Regions from separate parts of the Sus scrofa genome. Here region 1 is linked to region 2. Evidence: chromatin contacts called from public HiChIP or PLAC-seq data. All regions are on one chromosome and are shown on one strand. The core of a region is the stretch at or near the end of the contact, and the rest is flanking DNA. Distances in the headings are between cores, read along the strand shown.

Region 1 (4,499 bases), core at 859-3,358, 56 kb after region 2:
TCACTCACTCTGGTCCTGGAATTAAGATCCCTGGGCTTGGTTGCTTGTCTGCTGGGTGACTTTTAACAAGTCACATCCCCTTAGGGGATACCTATCTGTAAAATGAAGAGGTTGGATGAGATGATTTCCTAAGATCTGTTTTAGCTGGATATTCCATAATTTCATGGTGCATTTTTTAATTATTGGCACAGGATGACTTTTTAATAACCACAATCTGCCATACCTCTAAATCAAGGCCCAAATGGCTCGGACTAGCAGAGCAGGAAAAAAGAGCCCAGATTATACACATGTAGTGATGATGGGAGACATAGGTAGCACTTAAGCCTGTGCATTGGAGCTACGCTCGGGTGATAGCACATATACTTAGCCTGCTTTTATGAGAGAATAATAACACTCATTTGTGGTCTAGCTTCAAGTTGTGCAGCTCCATCATGGCCAGAAGGTAAGGCCCTGGTTACTCTATTTTGGCCTTAAGAGTCCCAGACTTACAGTCAAGTGTAACCCTGGGAAGTGCTCATCCAGCCTTTGCTCACATCTCTGATGACACAGAGCTTATCACCTATCCTGGCAGCCCCTTCTTTTGGCTGTAGGAAAGTTCCCAGGTGAGGGGCAGGTCAGGAGGGGGTACAATCGAGAAAGCCCAGGCTCGATTTTCAGAAACTACTCCTTCAATCAGAGCAGGCAACAGAAGACAGGGACCCTTGGGCTGGAAGGGCTGGAGAGAGGCTCCTCTGGCTCCTCCTCTCACTCCAGACCTCTAAGGCAGCTACCTTTCCAGAGGTACAGGGGACACATTCCAGTCCTGATGAAGGTGGGTTCTGAACAAGCCTCAGGCTGACTACTAACTGCTCCAGGGCAGACACCTCAGCTCTCTTGTCTTGCCTTTGCTCCCTTTGGCTCTGACAGGAGAAACAGCTCTGGATCTGGGGCTGTTTAACCCTGAGGTGAACTGATTTAAGGGACCAGATAATTGCCCTGGGGTGGGGATGGAGGGGTCAGATGTTGTCTGTGTGCCAGAGCAGGACTAGCAGACTCTAGCTCTGTTTACAGCGAGTGAGATTCCCATCATAAGGGGTGTGCAGTGGGGCAGTGAGATGGTCCAGAGGGATCTTACCAAGGGGCCAGGACAGACACCAGAGGTCGTCTTTACCCAGAAATCTTGGAGCCACAGTCTCTCAGACATTTGCTCTGTCCCAGACCCGACCCCACCCAAACACCATCTCTTGGCACTGTAGCTCCTCTAGGTCCGTCTATGCATGGACAAGCCAACCATATCACATCAGGCTGGGACTTAGATTTGGGCGTTAGCACCTGGTGGGGAGACATTGCATACCATGCCCTAAATCCAGGTACTTGCGTGGGTCTGGTCCAGGCAAGTCTGTGCCAGAGGGCTCCACCACCTCCAACCTAGGGCTCCTCCAGCCCCAGACCGCGAGGAAGACTAGGCTTAGACTCTGACTGCCCCACCCTGCATGCCCAGGCTGGCTTGACAGGGACCTGGGGGTGTCGCCTATTAATGTTTCCTGTGCAGGGAAGCTGAGGCCCAGCAGGTTACCCAGCCAGGAGAGGGAAGAGTCCCAACACGGGTCCCGCGGGGCACCCAGGCCACTAGGGGGGACTGTCGGGACCGGCTTGCCACACCCAGCAAGAGCAGCCCTCACTGCGGGTGGGCTGTGCAGACAGTGCCCATCCGACCCTGCGCCGTCGGGAGCCTGGAGCTTGAGGCGGCCCCTCCCCACAGCCCAGCGACGAAGGGGCCATCCTTGTGCCCGCTATCCCGATGGGGAAACTGAGGCCTGGAGAGAAGCAGTGCTTTTTGCAAGGTCACGCAGAGGTGTCGAACGCCAGGTTCCCCGCGTCCCGCCAGGTCCCCAGCGGTGCGCCGAGCCCCAGCATCCCTCCCCAGGCGTTGCAGCTCAGAGGCGCAGCACGAGCACATCGCGCAGACGGGGAAGGCATAGCCCGGCGGCCCGGGACCGCCCTACCTTGATGACGGCCGCGCAGGTGGCGGTAGCGGCGGCGGCGTCTGGCTCTGGTTCTGAGCTCCTCGCTGCCCGCCGAGTCCCCGCGCCCAGCGCTGCCGCCTCCTCCCACCCTCAGCCCAGCGGGAGGGGCCGGTGGGAGGGGCCGGGGCCGAGCACAAGCCCCGCCCGCGAGTCCGCCAGGCCACCCTTCCTTCCTCGGCCCTTGGGCCGCGTTCCTGGTACCCCGGAGCTTGTCTCGGGGCGCGCATTCGCACAGAGAAAGGGCTCGCACAGCGGCGCGCACACGCCGCAGTGAATGGGGCGGGCTCCCCGGGGACCGAGTAGAGGCTGGGGTTGCCTTCCTTCACATCCCGTCGCTTTCTCGCGGAGTGGTATGAGACAAGGGATTCGATCCTTCCGGGAGGGTCACTTTACCCTTAGGTGGAGTGGAAACAAACCGTGTCTGCTTCAGAGTTGTTTGAGAATTGGAAGTGACGATCTAATTTACCGGCGCAGTAATGTGCGCACTCAGAGACGGCCACAGGAGTAGCGCTTGGTGAACCCGAGCTGTTGGAGTAATTCCTGGGGGTTCCCGGTACGTCGAGAGGAAGAGGGCAGGGAGGATCTCTGAGTATGGGAGGACGCCCTTCTTTCTATCGGTAGCCAAGAGGGGGCGCTGCTGCTTAGTCTTGCCGCCTTGGGCAGTGGGGGCGGAGATGGGGAAGCCCAGCCTTTTTGTAATATCACCACCCAACTCCTGAAGAACCGGGCACTGTTCTGGGCACCTTAAATGCATCACCGCAGTTTATCGACACATAAACCTACTAGGTTAGCTTTTACCTATTTTACACATAAGAAATCTGAAGTTCACAGAGGTTAAGTACCTTTCTTAAGATGACACCAGTATCAGTACAACCCTAGGCAGTGTGGCTCCCAAGCCCAAGCTTATAGTCACTCCACCACACCGTCTCTCATGAGAACAACTGTTTGTTCAGTGGTGTATCTCCAGGGCCTAGAACAGTGCCTGGCTCAGTAAGTGTTAATTCACCCGAATGTCTTAATTCACCTAGGGCTTCAGCCAGTAACTATGGTATGCATTTCCTACCCATTTGCACTCTCATATCTTTGTGCCCTTGTTCGCAGTCCTCTCTGCCAGGAATTCTCTTCCCATATCATGGTCTACTGTCTAAACAGATTCATTTCTTCCTTCCATGTCCTTCCCCAGGAAGGCTTCCCAGAACCCTTGTGGACATTCCCTCCCAGCCTCATATCTGCATCTTCCCAACTCCTGAAGAACCGGGCACTGTTCTGGGCACCTTAAATGCATCACCGCAGTTGCCATGATGATAGGCGGCTGGGACTGTGTTTGGGGACCTCTCTGGTTCCACATGGGCATAGGACCAATGGGCCAGAGGGGAGACCATTGGAAGCCTCTGTAATAGACAGAAGGTGGTACCTTTCCTAGAGATGCTCCCTGCACGTGTGTGTTCCTCATTCTCTTGTCCTGTCCTTTCCTGTTATCCTGGTTCATTTTATGAAGGCTACCTCTGACCATGTGAATTGCACACATGGGGAAACTGAAGCCAGAGTGGGGATGACCTGCCCAGAGTTCCCTAGCTATGAAACCACACAGTAGGTCTGGCCCCAGAGTTGGGCCCATTTGCTGGCACCTTCTTTTGGGCCTTATTGCTTATTGAGATGGGCCAGGAAACCTTCCTGTATCAACATGGCCTGCTTTGTTTAATCTGCCAAGTGGGCGACGAAAACGTGTGCGTGTGGTCCTGTGCCCATGGCAGACAGAGCTGAGAAAGAAGGAGGGGCAGGAGTGCCTGGGAAGTAAGATTCTGAATATGGGGGAGGGAACCCTGAACTTAGATGTTCAATAGGAGTGTATGCTTTATCTCCCACTTCAGGGTGGGGGAGGATCTTCCAAAGTAACCTCCAGGCCCTCCCTCTTGTTTTGAGGAGTTCATTTGTTTTTGGGGATATTTCCCCAGGCAGTTTTCTGAGTAACTCCTTTCCTTTCCCCTCCAGGATGAAGTATGGACCTGAGCTTGCTAGAGACCTAGTGTTTGGAAGAGGGATGCTTTGAGCCAGAGGGCCTATCCCCTAGGGTATGGAGGTGGGGCTGTGAAGGATCAGATCCTCCAGCCCTGGAAAGCAGCGGCCCCTGGGGATGGGGGCAACAGCTGTGGTGCGGAGCCAGGAACCTGACACCGGGAGTGGGCCCCAAACCTCTTTTAGGAAAAGATACGGAGAGGGAGAGTGGGCAGCTACCTAGGAGCAGCAGCAGCTCTATATATTCTCGGGGTACAACCCCACCCGCACCAGTCCCTGCTGCAGCCTCCCTGTAAGGTGGAGGTTCATCCTTCCAGGTTTCTTTGCCTAGAGCTATCCCTACGGGCCCTATGCCACTCAAGAAGCCACAGGCCAGCCTTACCCTTTCCCTTGGGTTCTTGGGGGAGGTGTTCTAGGATTCAGAGAAGGCACTGTGAGCTTGGAGGAGCCCTCCTGGGTTTTGTAGTTAACCCCTCA
Region 2 (4,237 bases), core at 973-3,472:
TGTTTTAGTATCCAACAGGCGCTTGCGACTGTGTGCACAGTTTTATTCTACATGGGGGAGTAGAGTGCGGTGGGCTTGGAAATACAAGTAACCCAAGTATAAGCCATAGCCTCAACTGTCAGGAGTACATCCTTTCCCGTGATTTCTAAGCCTTCAAGTCCAGCTCCTGTCCATCAGCCAAGGACAACCCAGCCTCCTGGTGCCTGTGCTCTCCAGACACAGGGTGCTTTTCCTGTCTAGGTACCTGGCAAAACCCCATTTATAATTTTCATGGGCAGTTCCAGTGGCACCTCCTCCAGGAAGTCTTCCTGGGCTTCCTGTCCCTGCCTCTTTGGCTCCCACTGACCCCTGTCTCAGGCTTCCCAATTACAATACCTATCATACTGTATTGCGACTGTTTGTTCTCCCAATACCGGCCAAGGAACTCCTCCAGGTCAGGGGAGAACTGTTCTATTCCTTGACTCATGGTACAAGGTATGTGCTGAATGGATGTCTGAGGAAGGAATGAATGGGCAGATAGATGACAAATGAACAAACAGGTGAGTGGGTGGGTATATGGATGCCTTTTAGAACCAGAAGCCATACTTCTGAAAGCAGCCTTGTTAATTCTGAAAACAGTGGCGTTTGGGGTTTTTTTGTTTTGTTTTTTTCTTTTTTAGGGCCGAACCCATGGCACATGGAGGTTCCCACGCTAGGGGTCAAATCGGAGCTGTAGCTGCTGGCCACAGCCACAGCAACACAGGATCTGAGCCATGTCTGCAACCTAACCACAGCTCACAGCAACATCCACAGCAATGGATCCTTAACCCATTGAGCAAGGCCAGGGATTGAACCTGCCTCCTCATGGATGTTACTCAGGTTCGTTAACCACTGAGCTATGATGGGAACTCCTGAAAACAGCATTTTGAAGAGTTTATTATTATTATAGCCATTTTCTAGATAAGAAAAAATTAAGACCTTGGAAGCAGAGGCAGGCCTTGAATCTGGACTCCACCTGCTAGATCGGGCCCCACATAGCCCATTCGCACCTTGGAGCTCCAAGGGTGACACAATGTGATGGCATTAAGTCTTGCTGTGCAGGGGATAGGTCAGGGTGAGGCTAAGTTAATCATGGGTGACTTCCTGAAGGTGGAAGTGGTAGAATCAACGTGACAGAAAGGCCTAGCCCAGAGAGGTGGAGGGATTTGACCAGAGTCAGGGGACAAATTTGGCCACAAGGCTGGAACAAGAGTCCAGAGCCCCTTCCACTATTAGGATTAAGCATGGGTGAGAGCTCCAACGTGAGATCGGCCCATAACGGGCAGTCCTGGGTTCAAGACCTGTCTCTGCCTCCAGAACCTTCCTCTTCCTGTGAAGCGGTCGTCCTGCGGTTATGAGTGTGGAAGGGAGCGGGCGTGGAGGGGGAGGGGCAGAACGGCTTAGGCAGAGGGCCATCGAGGCTTCTCCCCAGGGCCATGGGGCGGTCCACAGCCCCTCTGAATTCCAGGAGGCAAGACCAGAGGAGGTGTTTGTGTGGCTTTCTGGGGCTAGACGCCTGTTTTCTAAGTGGGACGGATTTTTTTCATCTGCTACAAGGCAGATTTTCTTCTAGCCCTAAGGCAGCGTGGTGGACCCGCTGCGGTGGAGGAGGTTCGGGATATCAAGTTCTCACTCACAAACCCACCTTTTTCTGAAGCTAAAAGATGGCCTTGGCTCACTGCCGCCTTTCCTTGGGCTTCAGTTTCTCTTTCTGAACAGGTCGGTCGCCTAGAGAGTCTCTGGGCCGCCTCGGGGGCCCTACCGGGAACTGTCAGGGGACCCGGCACGCCCTTCCCCGCCCGTTGCTCCCAGGCTCGCGCCCCCGCGTCCCCACCTGCACGCGCGCCGCTTCCTCCAGCACCAGGCAGACCGGGTGACCGCGGTGCGCGCCCAGCACCGGGCAAAGCGCGCACACGCAGCGGCGGCAACGGCGGCAGAAGAGCTCGGCCACGCGGTCGCCGTGCTCGCGGCAGCGCCGGCCGTGCGCTTCCTCAGGGTCCCCCCGGCCGAGCCCCTCAGGTGTCCCGCTTAACGCCGCTGCGCCCGCCATTCACCCCCAAGTTTGGGGTTGCCGCCGAGCCGCAAAGGGTCGGCGGGGAATCGAAAGCGGAGCGGTGGGGCGGGGCACTCCCGGCCGGCCCAGTTCCGGCAGGGAGAGACAGATGGCAGGGCGCTGCGTGCACGTCGGAGAACAGCCGCGGTATCGTCACCCTCCTGAGAGCACGATGCTCTCCTGACATCACGATGCTCTCCTGCTGAAGCTCGCCTGGGCAGTAAGAGCTCAGGCCTGGTCTCCTGGCTCTGTGTCTGGCCTGGAAGCAGCCACAGCACAAATGGGGGCTCACTTCTAATGGGCTAACTGGAAGGAGGTGGGCTTCCTCGTTCAGTGACACTCGTCCAGTCCTGATCAGAAAACTGCCGCCCTTTGGAAGGGACCATAATTGGCTCTGGCCTTCCAGGATGTTGCACATTTATCTGCACTTTTCACTTTCCCTACTTCTTTCTCTTTTGGCCTTTCCCCAAGAGAAATAACCGTTCCTCAATTGTGAGAGACACTCTGGAAACTCCAATTCCCCTCACATAAAGCTTCGGCATTCTCAGAGTGTAAATTGGTACAGGCATTGAAGAAAAGGGTATGGAGGTTTCTCAAAAATTAAAAATAAAACTACCACATGATCCAGCAATCCTACTTCTGAGTATATCTAAAGAATATGAAGTCGGTATCTCAGATATCTGCATTCCTATGTTTATTGCAGCATTATCTACAATTGACAAGGTATGGAAACAACCCAAAGTGTCTATCAATGGTTAAAGAAGGTATGGTATGTGTATGGATATATAGTGAAATGTTATTCAGATTTAAAAGAGGAAATCCTGCCATTTTCAAAATGAATGAGCCTGGAAGGCATTATGCTAAGTGAAATAAACCAAAGACAAATGCTGTATGATATCTAAATATGTGGAATCTTTTTTAAAAAAAGATTTCTATTTATCCTCATAGAAGCAGAGTAGAAAGGTTTTTGCCAGGAGCTGGTGGAAAGGGTGGGGTCGGGGAAAGGGTACAGACTTTCAGTTATGGAATGCCTAAGTTCTGGGGATCTAATGAACAGCATGGTGGCTACAGTTAGTAATACTATACTGTAATTTAGTACAGTTCAACAATTTGAAGTGTGTTGAGAGTGGATCTCAAATGTTCTCACCATACGCAAAAAAATGTTGATGACTATGAGGTAATGAATGTGTTAATTAATTTGTGTTAATTATTTCATGGTGTATTCATATATTAAATCATCACATTGTATACTTGAAGAAATCACCAACAACCTAAATATATGCAATTTTTGTCCATCATACCTCAATAAATCTAAAAGTCTCGGCTCCCACTTACAAGGCCCTTGGCTCTTTTTTTTTTTTTTTTTTTTTAAAGGAGCTAGGGGTCAAATCGGAACTATAGCCGCGGGCCTTCGCCACAGCCACAGCCACAACCACGCCAGATCCGAGCCTCATCTTCGACCTATACCACAGCTCATGGCAATGCCAGATCCTTAACCCACTGAGTGAGGCCAGGGATCAAACCCGAGTCCTCATGGATACTAGTTGGATTCGTTAACCTCTGAGCCACGATGGGAACTCCCTGGCCCTTGGCTCTTAATACCCTTGCTCTCTGCCCTGTCTATACCCCATCCTTTGCTTGTTTCACCAGGGAGCAGGTGGTTTTCTCCCCTTGGGACACTCTTTTCTTCAAATGCCCTTTGCTGCATTTACTCTTATTTATTTGTCATCTTTCTGCCTAAGTATCCTCTCCAGGAAGCCTCCCTTGTTTCTTCTCCGAGAACAGCCTGCGTGTCCCCTACTCTGGCCCTCCCCTTCCTTCCGACCACAACTGAAAACTCTTTGGAGGTCAGGAACCAAGTCCGACTTTCCTGTTTCACAGCCAAGTTTCTGACCCACACAAGTAGTTCCTCACAGGTATTTTCAAAAGTTCACTTTATGCCAACTTGCTTTTACGAAGACCTACATTAGTGCTTGTTTTCACTAACAGAAAGAAATCTGAGGAAGATTTTCACTTTATGAAAAAAAGACAAAAAGAGAAAAGAACATTCAGTGTTCATTTTGCAGCATGCCGTTACAGAGGCAGCATGCACCCCGTGGCACCCCAAGCAGTGAACATGGCCCAGCAAATTCCTTCTCCAGGAACTACACCCAGCATCTTAACATC

The links. HiChIP or PLAC-seq counts read pairs in DNA pulled down with a chosen protein or histone mark.
Region 1: a contact with region 2 is called in an H3K27ac HiChIP or PLAC-seq map of alveolar macrophages. The contact joins the promoter of CORO2A here to the promoter of TRIM14 in region 2. A contact is called at or near these places in 1 of 5 promoter capture datasets (liver), 2 of 47 Hi-C or Micro-C datasets (heart right ventricle and skeletal muscle) and 1 of 2 datasets of contacts at active chromatin or transcription factors (alveolar macrophages).

What each region holds. Positions count from the first base shown.
Region 1 is chr1:239,998,856-240,003,354 of Sscrofa11.1, forward strand. It overlaps CORO2A (coronin-2A), which reads right to left and starts at 2,109. Exons shown (of 12, transcript XM_005660267.3): 1 at 1,986-2,109. TBC1D2 (TBC1 domain family member 2A) reads right to left here. Exons shown (of 16, transcript XM_021066519.1): 16 at 2,743-4,499.
Region 2 is chr1:239,942,860-239,947,096 of Sscrofa11.1, forward strand. TRIM14 (tripartite motif-containing protein 14) reads right to left here and starts at 2,223. Exons shown (of 6, transcript XM_003122031.4): 1 at 1,853-2,223. The coding sequence starts at 2,068.